2 separate regions of the Zea mays genome follow, and region 2 is linked to region 1. Evidence: chromatin contacts called from public Hi-C data. All regions are on one chromosome and are shown on one strand. Each heading gives the region's core, a stretch centred on a gene start, on an enhancer-like site or on the middle of the called end of the contact. The rest is flanking DNA. Distances are from core to core; before and after follow the strand shown. Region 1 holds the start of LOC100192041 (transducin family protein / WD-40 repeat family protein). Region 2 holds the start of LOC100283928.

Region 1 (5,173 bases), core at 1,424-3,923:
CCAACGTTGCACAGACCCATCAGGATTGAATTTAAGGACTGGCTGTACTATGCCAGCTCGATCATGCTCAATCTTAGCTTTACAATGTTGTTGGTGCCTAAGCAAATGTCCATACCAGAGGAAGATCTAGTAGACAAGGTAGTTTTGCAGTATTTGCAAATGGCAGAGACCCTTACCTTCTTACCTTTGTCGTCTACACCAGTTACCTCATCGAAGTCAGACCATACTCTAGACCAGGGGCGGATTTGGGCCCGGGGCCACCGCAGCCCAAAACTTCTCTTTTATATATAGGGTTTTTCAGCCAAAAAATCTAGCTCAAAATACATTTTAGTCCAAAAATGTGGTCTAAAAGACAACATGCTTGCAACGATTGAGCCTGACGCTGGCGGCCTCCCTCAGATGAGAACACAGACTCTTCCAATTATTTCGCAAACCTGTGCGGCTGCGCTTTCTATGTTGCCAGCGGCACTGCCGCCTACCTCCAGTCCTCTACCATTCTCCATGCCTTTGAGATGGCCGGGCGGGCTCTAATTCAGGCATCTGCCACCGCCAGTTTGACCTCCGCCAGTCCGCCTCCAGCCTCCCTGCGACCCTGCAGTAGCGCCACCGTCCATGCAAATCCGCCCTTGCCTTTACATCTTCTCTCAAGCTATATAACTTTCTCAACCTGATTCCCTTTCTTTTCTTATTCATAGGCGAAGGCGGAGTGCCTCCCTGTCCAATGGGTAGCGATTGTCTGTTGCCATGTGCCTGTGATTCTCTTCTATTATGGGTAATTGTTCCTTGTCATAGTTACACTGGATTGTTTTAAATGTTACTACCGCGTTCTTACATATTTATTGTTCGCTAGTTCATTTTTGAACTAAATCGCGAAAAATAAAAAAAACGAACTAGTACATCATTACATGTGTAGAGTGGCCCGGGGCATTAATTTTACAGAGCTCCGCCACTGCTCTGGATGTGGGTAGCCTCTTCCTCGTTCGGGTGTCACGAGTTGTGCTACCACTACCAGTCGCAGTGGGGCTCGAAGACCCTGTCACTGTCCCGGCCATGGTCGGTGTTGGCTGTGGCTCCACCGTGTCGATGTTGAAACAACATCCACATTATGGCCAAACAACGCCATCTCATCCATCTGCTCATTGTAATCCTCAAGTGCATGCTCCGCCGCCTCGGCGGCCGGATCAAGATCCATCTAGGGATTTTGACCGGCTCCTCACAGCGTCACCGGCTCCTCAACGGCCCAAGCCAGCCCTAGGGGTGGGCAGAGTGGGCGGCCGCCCAGGGCCTCCGAAGTTATGGGAAAAAATATATATTAAGTATAAGTATATATTGTGTGTTATGGATATTTAGTATTTGGTTTTGGATCAAACACTATTTAATAGTCTGTTCACTAGATGTAGCTTGTTGGAAATCTAAGAAACAAATCGATGAGCCTATTGCAGTCACAGATAAAACAAATCATCGTGGACTCCTAACACGACGTGGCGACGTCCTGAGTGCATCCTATATTATATGTTATATGTGTGTATTTTTCAATCTCATGAACTAATGATTGTTCATTGATATATTATATGTAGGATTTTAAAGTCAAAATTTTTATCCCAAACTCTTATTTTACTTGGGCACCAAGTGAGTAAAAGGCCAAGATAAGAGATTTTTGAATGGAGTATTGTCTGCTACATGAATTTTCGAGAAAGTCGTAGAGGTGAATTGTTATCCTAATGTCTCTAGTGCCTATCGAATCTTAGTGACTGCTCCATCTACTACCGTAATTTTTTTAAAAACTAGAATTATTGAAAAAACAATTTATGACCAACAATAATGTTTTCAAAAACTTTATATGTAAATATATATTAGATATATAATATATATAGAGTGAGATATAATAGAAGCCTCTAAATTAGGGCATGTTTGTTTCAGCTTATAGATTATATAATCTGGATTATAATCTAAATTATATAATCTATATTATAATCTAGACATATTATAATCTACATATAGTTGTTTGGTAGTTTAGATTATACAAATGTAGATTATTCATAAAAACAGCAGTACCCTTGTTTGTTTATTTAAGGTGAGAAAAGAAGAATGACATATATTGTAATTTATATTTACATAATTATGGATAGTGGGTCTTTTGCCAAAATAATCTCAAATAAGCTACTCTTGAGGAGATTATGAGATTATCATAATATGGTCTTTAGATTATTAATCTAAACCTATAATCTAGGTGTTTGCTTACTTGTTGGATTATTTGAGCTGAATTATATAATTTAGAGAGATTATAATCCGAAAGAAACACGACCTTAGTTTTCGTCGCCCCTAGTATGCATATGCTAGGACCGGCCCTGCAACGGCCTTCAATACATGGTATGCTGCTGTCAGTTGTCACAGGCTCACCGAGTCCTGGACTCCTGGTTGCCGGTTCACCGTCGGAGCCTGACGTCACGCCACACGCCACGCGCGGGTAACACGGCCGGCGCCTGCACGGCGCCCGCGGCTCCGCGCGCTCGTCCTACTTGCCATCCGTCACTGGACGGGCCACGCGACTGCGATCCCTGCCACACGAGCGCAACGCGCCATGGGTCCGGCGTGCCAGTGAGAGCGGGAGAAGCTCGGACATCTCCGGTATGGTTCCACTGGTCCAGGGGACAAAATCTGCTGCCAGTTTCTGCAATTGCTTGTTTTTTTTCGCTGTGTTTTCAGTGGAGGGACATCTTCTCCAGCGATTCAGCGCGGGATCCTGCTGGACTGGCCTGATCCCTCCGTGCTGGTGTCGGCGAGCATGCAAGGAAGGATGCGAGGCGCGCGGCGGAGCGCGCGCGGGGAATCGTCCCGGAAGGCGGCGGGCCGCGAGGTGGAGCCATTCACGCTGTGCGGCGAGATGTCCCATCTCACCAGGGCCACGTCAGAGCCGTGCCGCAGGGCTCGCGGCGCCGCCTTCGCCCGCCGGGCGAGGCCCTTCTCGGCGTACGAGCTGGTGTCGGCGCGGGAGGCCGGCCGCGCGGGCGGCGCCGGGTTCTCCGCGGCCGATCGAGCCTACCTCGGCAGGCAGCACATCCCCACCAAGGGGCCGTGGGGCGTCGACGACGTGGAAAGCGAGGCCTACGTCTCGCAGTTCTCCGCCGATGGCTCGTTGCTCATCGCGGGGTTTCGGGTAGGTGCTCGGTTTTTGCTGATAGCCTGATACGGTTTGATGTTGGTTCTTGTGCTTCTGCTAATGAGAAGTTGGGTACATAGAAGTTGTGTAGTTTAGTTGCTGACGATTCTCCTTTGTGAAAAAATTGTGACGATAAGGGAAGCCGCATCAGAGTCTACGACGCCGAGAAAGGGTGGAAGATCCACAAGGATATAAGCTGCAGAAGTGTGCACTGGACGGTTTCAGATATTGCTCTCTCACCTGACCAACGATTCCTTGTAAGCATCTTTTTTTTTGAGCAAATTCCTTGTAAGCATCTTGAGCACTGGATCTCTTACTGCTATCTGGGGGGCAAGTTGAGCACCAAAAGCTTCTTCTAAGGCATATTTTGCCCCTGCTACTATTCCTGTAAGTTTGGTATTAGCATTACAGGGCTTCAGCTTCCACAAATTTAACGGCTTTTATATATGACTGTGAGTTGGATTTCTGATTTGCAACATGTTCAGCGTGTTTACTGTTTAGGGCTGCCAGTGGCCATACTAGCTGGATGCCTACATGTCATAAAAATCTTCTAATATTGAATGACTCATTGAGAATTCTAATAGCATGGGAGCTATGGCAACATCGAAATGATTGTGTCTTCAATATTGCTTCTCCGTGTGAATTCTTGATCGTGCACGTGCAGACAGAGGAGGAAGGAAAGCTATGATGCGCAGCAGGGGCTCAGAGCTTCCGTAGGTTTTATAGAGCGTCTTGTCCTTGCGATCGTTACATAACTCAAGTGTCGCACGCATGGTCTTAACTCAGTGCTTTGTGATGTTTCTGGTGTGGTGTGTTTGTGTGACTAGTTTTGTACATAGGGTAGCTTTTTTTCTCTTAATGAAATGATAGAAAATAAAGACTAACTGTTTATCTGGTCCATACCCTTTGTTCTTTCAAACCTACAGTCTCTCTGGCTATAATAATTTATCCCTAGTATGTATTCCTTCAAAATTTACTAATATATGGTTGTTATGATTTGCAATTCCGGCAGTTGCTTACATTTTTGTAAGAATCTTCACTAGGTGCAGGAGGTTCTATGCTATAGCGGCAACTATAACTGGGTGTGATGGTTATTATTAATTATCAATATTTCTATTTGAAAAAGATTCAACAATTTATTAGTAGCACTTGATACCAATGTTTATTTCTTCTTGCCATAATAAGGTGATTCTGGATTAGTCAAAAGTAGGCATCCAAGAGGACTGCGACTTTGGTGCTCTGGTGTATTACAGTTATTTTAGTTTACCTTTTAAAGTTTGTTTTTAATCAATTTTATGCACTGCTTTTTCCTGGAAAGGGATCTATCTTGTGGTTTATTTTGTATACAGGGTGTGTTGTTAACTTCACTAAGTCACGCCTCATGTTTTGCATGCCTTTTTTTAGGGGAACATGCCTGTTTTCATCGAGTGCATCTGATCACTTTGCAGGCCTATGCAAGTCTGACACCTATTGTTCACATTGTGAATGTTCAGAATGCTGGAAAGGAATCACATGCTAATATTACTGTATGCTCTATTCCCAAACTTTTTGATCTGTTGTCTCCTATTAAAAACTTGGAAAAGTTTAGCTTCATCCTCGTGCTGAGTTCTTAAAACGTCACTGATGTGCTTGTAATCCATGTCCTGCAGGAAATTCATGAGGGATTGGATTTAACCGGTGGTGATGAGGATGAGGACTTTGGAATATTTTCTGTTAAATTCTCCAAAGATGGTAAAGAAGTTGTTGTTGGGAACAATGAAAAGTCAATATATGTTTATGACCTTTCAGCAAATAAAGTGTCAGCCCGCATCCGTGCTCATAAAGTATGTAACCATCTGATTAACACTACCTTTTTCTTGAAAAACGCAGGAGAACAATATCTTATTTGATATGCATTGTTATGTTTGTTTTCTACATCAGATGGAAAAAAATAATAGTTAGCCGTGTCTAATTTTATCAACCATGCACAAATGCCAATATAGACAGCTACTCTATTCCAGTGCTTCATCATAG
Region 2 (5,173 bases), core at 890-3,389, 240 kb after region 1:
CATGGTGCAAGTGTGGACTAATAAGTGGCCTTTGCAAATACCATAATTGGATTTTGTGACTTTTGTAAAGAGTACACCTAGGTGGACCAATATTAGGTAGATGTACGATGCTAGTAGCATTGTACCATAAACAATTTATTCAGATTAATTATTAATGTTTGCAAGGAGAATACTTTGCTCCATATATTTAATGCTTTATGCACATGAGACAATGATATGAGTTGATTACCTAAATATGTTTGTATTTGTTTGAAACATAACATAAAATCCATCCTATTAACCAAACATAACATGATGAATCTATTCCTCAAACTAAACACTCAGACAAGATCACTCCATTCCAAAACATATGGATGGAATAATCCTATCCCACCATGTCCACCAACCAAACACTTGCTTAGAGTTTTAGACAAGTTATACACATAGATGAGATCCTTATTTCTATCTTCGTTGTCATATACTCCTTATGAGCATTATTTTTTAGCTATTTTATTTTACAAAATAGTTAAATAGTTGATTTTGGAACCTATAATTTATGTAGTCCCTTGAAATTGGTCTAAATTTATAGTGGCTTGCAATAGTTATTGGGAACTTCACAGTTCAAGGTTCATTAAATCGAATGGCTAATCTGACCGTCTAATCGCTAATCGGCGTCAGCAGGTAACATCGATCCATCAATTTTAGATTTTGAATTTGGGAGAATTTATAAATTTTGAAAACTTTTGGTACAAATTTTATATAAATACTATGAATTATTTGAAGACTTTCTACTTAGACCAAATTTAAAAAACACAACAAATTTCAAACTAAAAATCATGGAAGTTTTGAAAAAAAATTAAAAAGGAAAAAGAAAGCTGCTATATTGGCTAGGATTGATGATTAGCCGCCCTCCGAAGCCGATAAATCGATAAAAAATAAAAAATGAAAAAGAAAACTGCTATATCGGCTAGGATTGCTGATTAGTCGCTAAATCGATATGTAACCGGTGGCCGAGTAGGAGCTAGGGTTTTGGGGGATTTCCCCCTTTTCACTAGAAATCTTTTCAAATTACTAGTGATACATGTAATATATGCTAACAACACTGTAATAATAGATCATGTTATTGCTATTTTCAGGAATGTCAGATGGAATCGATCTGGTTTGGGAACACTGGACAACATATATCTCGGATTCATATGCAAGTATTGCAAGAGCCAGTGGATGATAAATGAAGGAAATCATGGACGTGCTGACAAGAAATTGGTCCAAAGCATGTGGTTCAGATTATCACTAATAATGAAGCGAACTAAAAAAAGACATGTCGTATGGTAGTCACGAAGCATCCTTCTATCGTGTGGTAGTCATGTGTGGCTCATACCAAAAAAATTATGTCGAAGAAGATTGGAAATTTTCCTGAGCATGATGCTGTGATTTAAAGTACTAAGCGAATATTATGGTTTCTTTACAATCATAACACATTACATTCTATAATGAAGGAGGCAATCGATGGGGAGTTGGTTTGGTGGAATGCTACCAGATTTGAAACAAATTGCGTATTCTTAGAGAGCTTTCTTCGGCGAATAAAAAAGTTCATGTAATGAATGGGTTCTCATCTTAGTAGCATGCCAGATGGAAAGTACACATATGAAACTCTTACGAGCTTGTCACGTAATGAATGTGGTTGATGCAAGACAACCATTATTTGGTTTTTTTTCGTTGATAAAGACAGAAAGGGAATATTTAGGACGATTTTTAATGTTTATGTTATGAATCACTACTAGCTACATCTTCCACAACTGTTGCTTTAATTCCTCGGACACTACGTACGGTTTTCAATATATTTAAACTGCTAAATATTGTTATTAAACTTGTGATACTATGTGGGCTATTTTTTTAATTGTTATGACCTAAACGTGTTTTTATTTTCAAAAAAAAACAAGAGGTTCAGTTTTACTTGATCTGCTCTCAGTTTACCGGTTCTGGAACCAATTAATTGACTATAACGGTCGATAAATCGATGTAAAACTGAGCGGATTCAAAAAAATGATTTAAATTCAAATTTTGTCGATTTCTGCTCGTTTACGTCGACAAATTACGATTAGTCTCTAATCAGTTCTGACCGTTTTTTTGAAGCCCCACCGGTGAACCCTGGCACGGCCCACGGCTACGCATGGGCAAAAGCAATGGACCGTAGATAAAATATAAGCGATACTGCCAGAGGCGCCTAGTCGAAATAAAGGACTATCTCAGCGATTTCCGAACCCTCCCCACCCCCACACCCACCCGATCCAACCGAGTCCCGGCGGCGATGGCGGCGGCGGCGACGAACGCCGATGTGGAGGTGGTCGACTTCGACCTCGATGACGACGACCTCATGGACGAGGACGCCGGGCCGGATCCAGCACCGCCCCCCGCCTCCCGCCTCCGCTCCACCATCGCGGGCGACGACGCGCCGCGTAGGACCAAGGGCCGCGGCTTCCGCGAGGACCCTAACTCCTCCGCGACCCGCGACTCGCGCTTTGGCGCGGGGGGACGCGCCGACCTCGACTCGCTTGGCGGCCCTGGACCCATCCAGTGTACGTCTACCCTTCTCTTTCAATTTTTTTCTCAAAGATTTGCTTGAACCGATTATTATTTTCTTTTGGCAACGTAGTACTGAGGCTGAGGCAAGTAATACTTCGTTTTGGGTGACTGAATGCCTATGTAGTTAGTATTTGTGCTGCCTAGACATATTGCCTTCTCTGTGTGATTTGCGGATATGGGGTATTCCAACAACTGAACAACCTAAAGATTTCGCATGTATCGGTTAGTTCCATGGCGGACTTAGCAAAACTTGTTTCCGATGTGGAAAAGATCGATCTTTATCCCATGTAATGGATGTGGAATTGGGGCTTTGGGCGATCTAGTTGTTGCAGTGAACTGTTCCCTGTTCCTTTCCCTCATTATTTTGCTGATTTTAGTCAAGTTCAATGTTACAACGGGGTTCAAAGAGCCTAAAGATTTCGCTGATTAATTAATTCTACACTGGGCTAGTTTCTGCTTCAAGTATGGACTACACTGATTTTTTAGGGTTTGTCTAAGGAGCTTCTTCTCAGGTGATACCTTATCCTGATATTATCTGCAGTTGAAATTTCAGTTCCCTCTGTGGGCACGATTGTTCACTTTACTCATATCACACGGTACTGTCTGTAGAACATTATGTTCTTTGTTGGTGTGTTTATCTTTACGTCTTTTGGCTATGGGTTCTTTTAACACCTTTGAGGTTTTTGGTTCTTGATGTGAGTTGGACTGTCAAGGCATCAATGTTAAATCAGCTTGTTAGTTGTTAGTGATGAGCTGAGGGTATAATAGATTAAAAAGTTGTTTTAATTTTTTTCTTGTAGCTATGCGAGAGAGTTATTTTGAACTTGACTACTGCTACACACCATATTTGCTTCTGTAGTTCTAAAGTTTTGGTACTTGTGAGGTTGCAATTGAGCTTCTTAGCATTTTGTTTTGTTGTTTTCCTTGCATCCTTTCAGTTGGAACCTTATACCTCTCTTTTACCTCTATGTGCATTTTAAATATTGTGTTCCTGGAAATATGAAATCTTGAAACTTTTTAGTTCATCATGTTAATTTTGATGCCTAGGCTTTGCTCACATAACAAAATTTGGTAGCTTCTAAAAAAATCAGTCACCAGTTGAACTGTGATTGGTTGGATGTGCCTTTATAAATGTGTACTCTGTTAATACTCTAGGTAAAATAAAGCAAATTGATCACATTATTTTCAAAGAACAATAACTTACGAAGTCTGAATAATTGTATTTACGGAATTCTTTTTACTTCTGTACAAGTTTCTTCTCTATGATGGTAATTAGTTCCATTTTGACTTTATATATGTATATTTTGGTCTTTTGTTGCAGCAATTGAAGGATGGATTGTGTTGGTCACAGGAGTTCACGAAGAAGCTCAAGAAGATGACCTTCAAAATGCTTTCCAAGAATTTGGGCAGGTCAAAAACCTGCATTTGAATTTGGACCGCCGTACCGGATTTGTCAAGGTCTGATTTATTTTACATAAATACTCCTGAACACAACATTCCTCATTTTAGAATTTGACAACTCTTATAACATATAATTCCTTAAAGCATTCTCTGATAGTAATCAGTCAACAATTTAGGGCAGAAGGTGCTTTATATATGTGTCATCTTTAAAATGACTAAACGAATGCCTTCATATCTGGTATCTGTTGTTTAAATACCAGTGTCTTCCCCACACCCCCACCACATTTTCTCAAACGTTGTTTTTTAGTTTTACCCCTTCCTCTGTACAGGGGTACGCTTTGATTGAATACGAGAAGTTTGAAGAAGCTCAGGCTGCAATAAAAGAACTGGATGGAGCTGAGCTTTATAAACAAAGAATGAGTGTTGATTGGGCATTTAGCAGTGGCCCTGCTAAACGCAGAAATACTCGGAAAAGGTATTCCCTTCTTTTTAAAAAGGTTCAGCACTTTGTTTTCCCTTCCCTTCCCTCTTTTTTTTCTAGCTGTGTTAGTCTGTTGGACCCAAATATTTGGGTGGTACTGGTACATATTTCACAATGCTCAACATTAGAGTTTAATAATAAGGTTTTATAAATTGTCAGAGTTAATAGATGCTCGACTTGTTACTATTTCCCCTCGGTTCTTTTTTGATGGTCCGCTGTTGCAGTTGCTTAGCCATTAACTAAATGAAATATTATCTGGTACTTTGTGTTTTTTGTCAGGTCACCACCAAGAGCTCGTTCAAGGACCCCACCCAGGAGAAGGCACTGATGTTTCCCCAGCATGTCTTGAACTACTTGCTATGTGTGACAGAGAGCAAGAAGTCTGGGGATTCCAAATATTACCTTGGTGTATGTGGATCACCTGATTTCGATGGTGGTTATTAAATTGCCTGTTGTTTCCTTATTGGGATTCCAAATATTAGCTTTGAACTCTGGTGTAAGTTGATGAGACATGGATGTGCACTTAGACGCTTACCATTATGTTTGGCATGCCAGTTGGAGACGATTGTTGGAGGCGATTGTATGGGATCATGCTTTTGGATTTTTGACGAGTGATGAGTTGATGTTGGATTTTTATGTTTCTGTGTACCTGTACTATGGTGTGTTACCTTTCCTCATTCTGTAGTCGCTCAAGAAATGTTTTTGTTGTCGCTCAAGAAATCCCCTTAT

The links. Hi-C and Micro-C count contacts between places; a contact is called where the count stands out from the background.
Region 2: a contact with region 1 is called in a Hi-C map of leaf, with 5 times the contacts expected there. The contact joins the promoter of LOC100283928 here to the promoter of LOC100192041 in region 1. A contact is called at or near these places in 2 of 25 Hi-C or Micro-C datasets (endosperm and leaf).

The regions. Positions count from the first base shown.
Region 1 is chr8:132,043,642-132,048,814 of Zm-B73-REFERENCE-NAM-5.0, forward strand. LOC100192041 (transducin family protein / WD-40 repeat family protein) reads left to right here and starts at 2,674. Exons shown (of 9, transcript NM_001137464.1): 1 at 2,674-3,157; 2 at 3,298-3,417; 3 at 4,609-4,686; 4 at 4,810-4,983. The coding sequence starts at 2,786.
Region 2 is chr8:132,287,921-132,293,093 of Zm-B73-REFERENCE-NAM-5.0, forward strand. It overlaps LOC100283928, which reads left to right and starts at 2,140. Exons shown (of 4, transcript NM_001156826.3): 1 at 2,140-2,555; 2 at 3,884-4,020; 3 at 4,293-4,438; 4 at 4,724-5,160. The coding sequence starts at 2,288. The coding sequence ends at 4,772.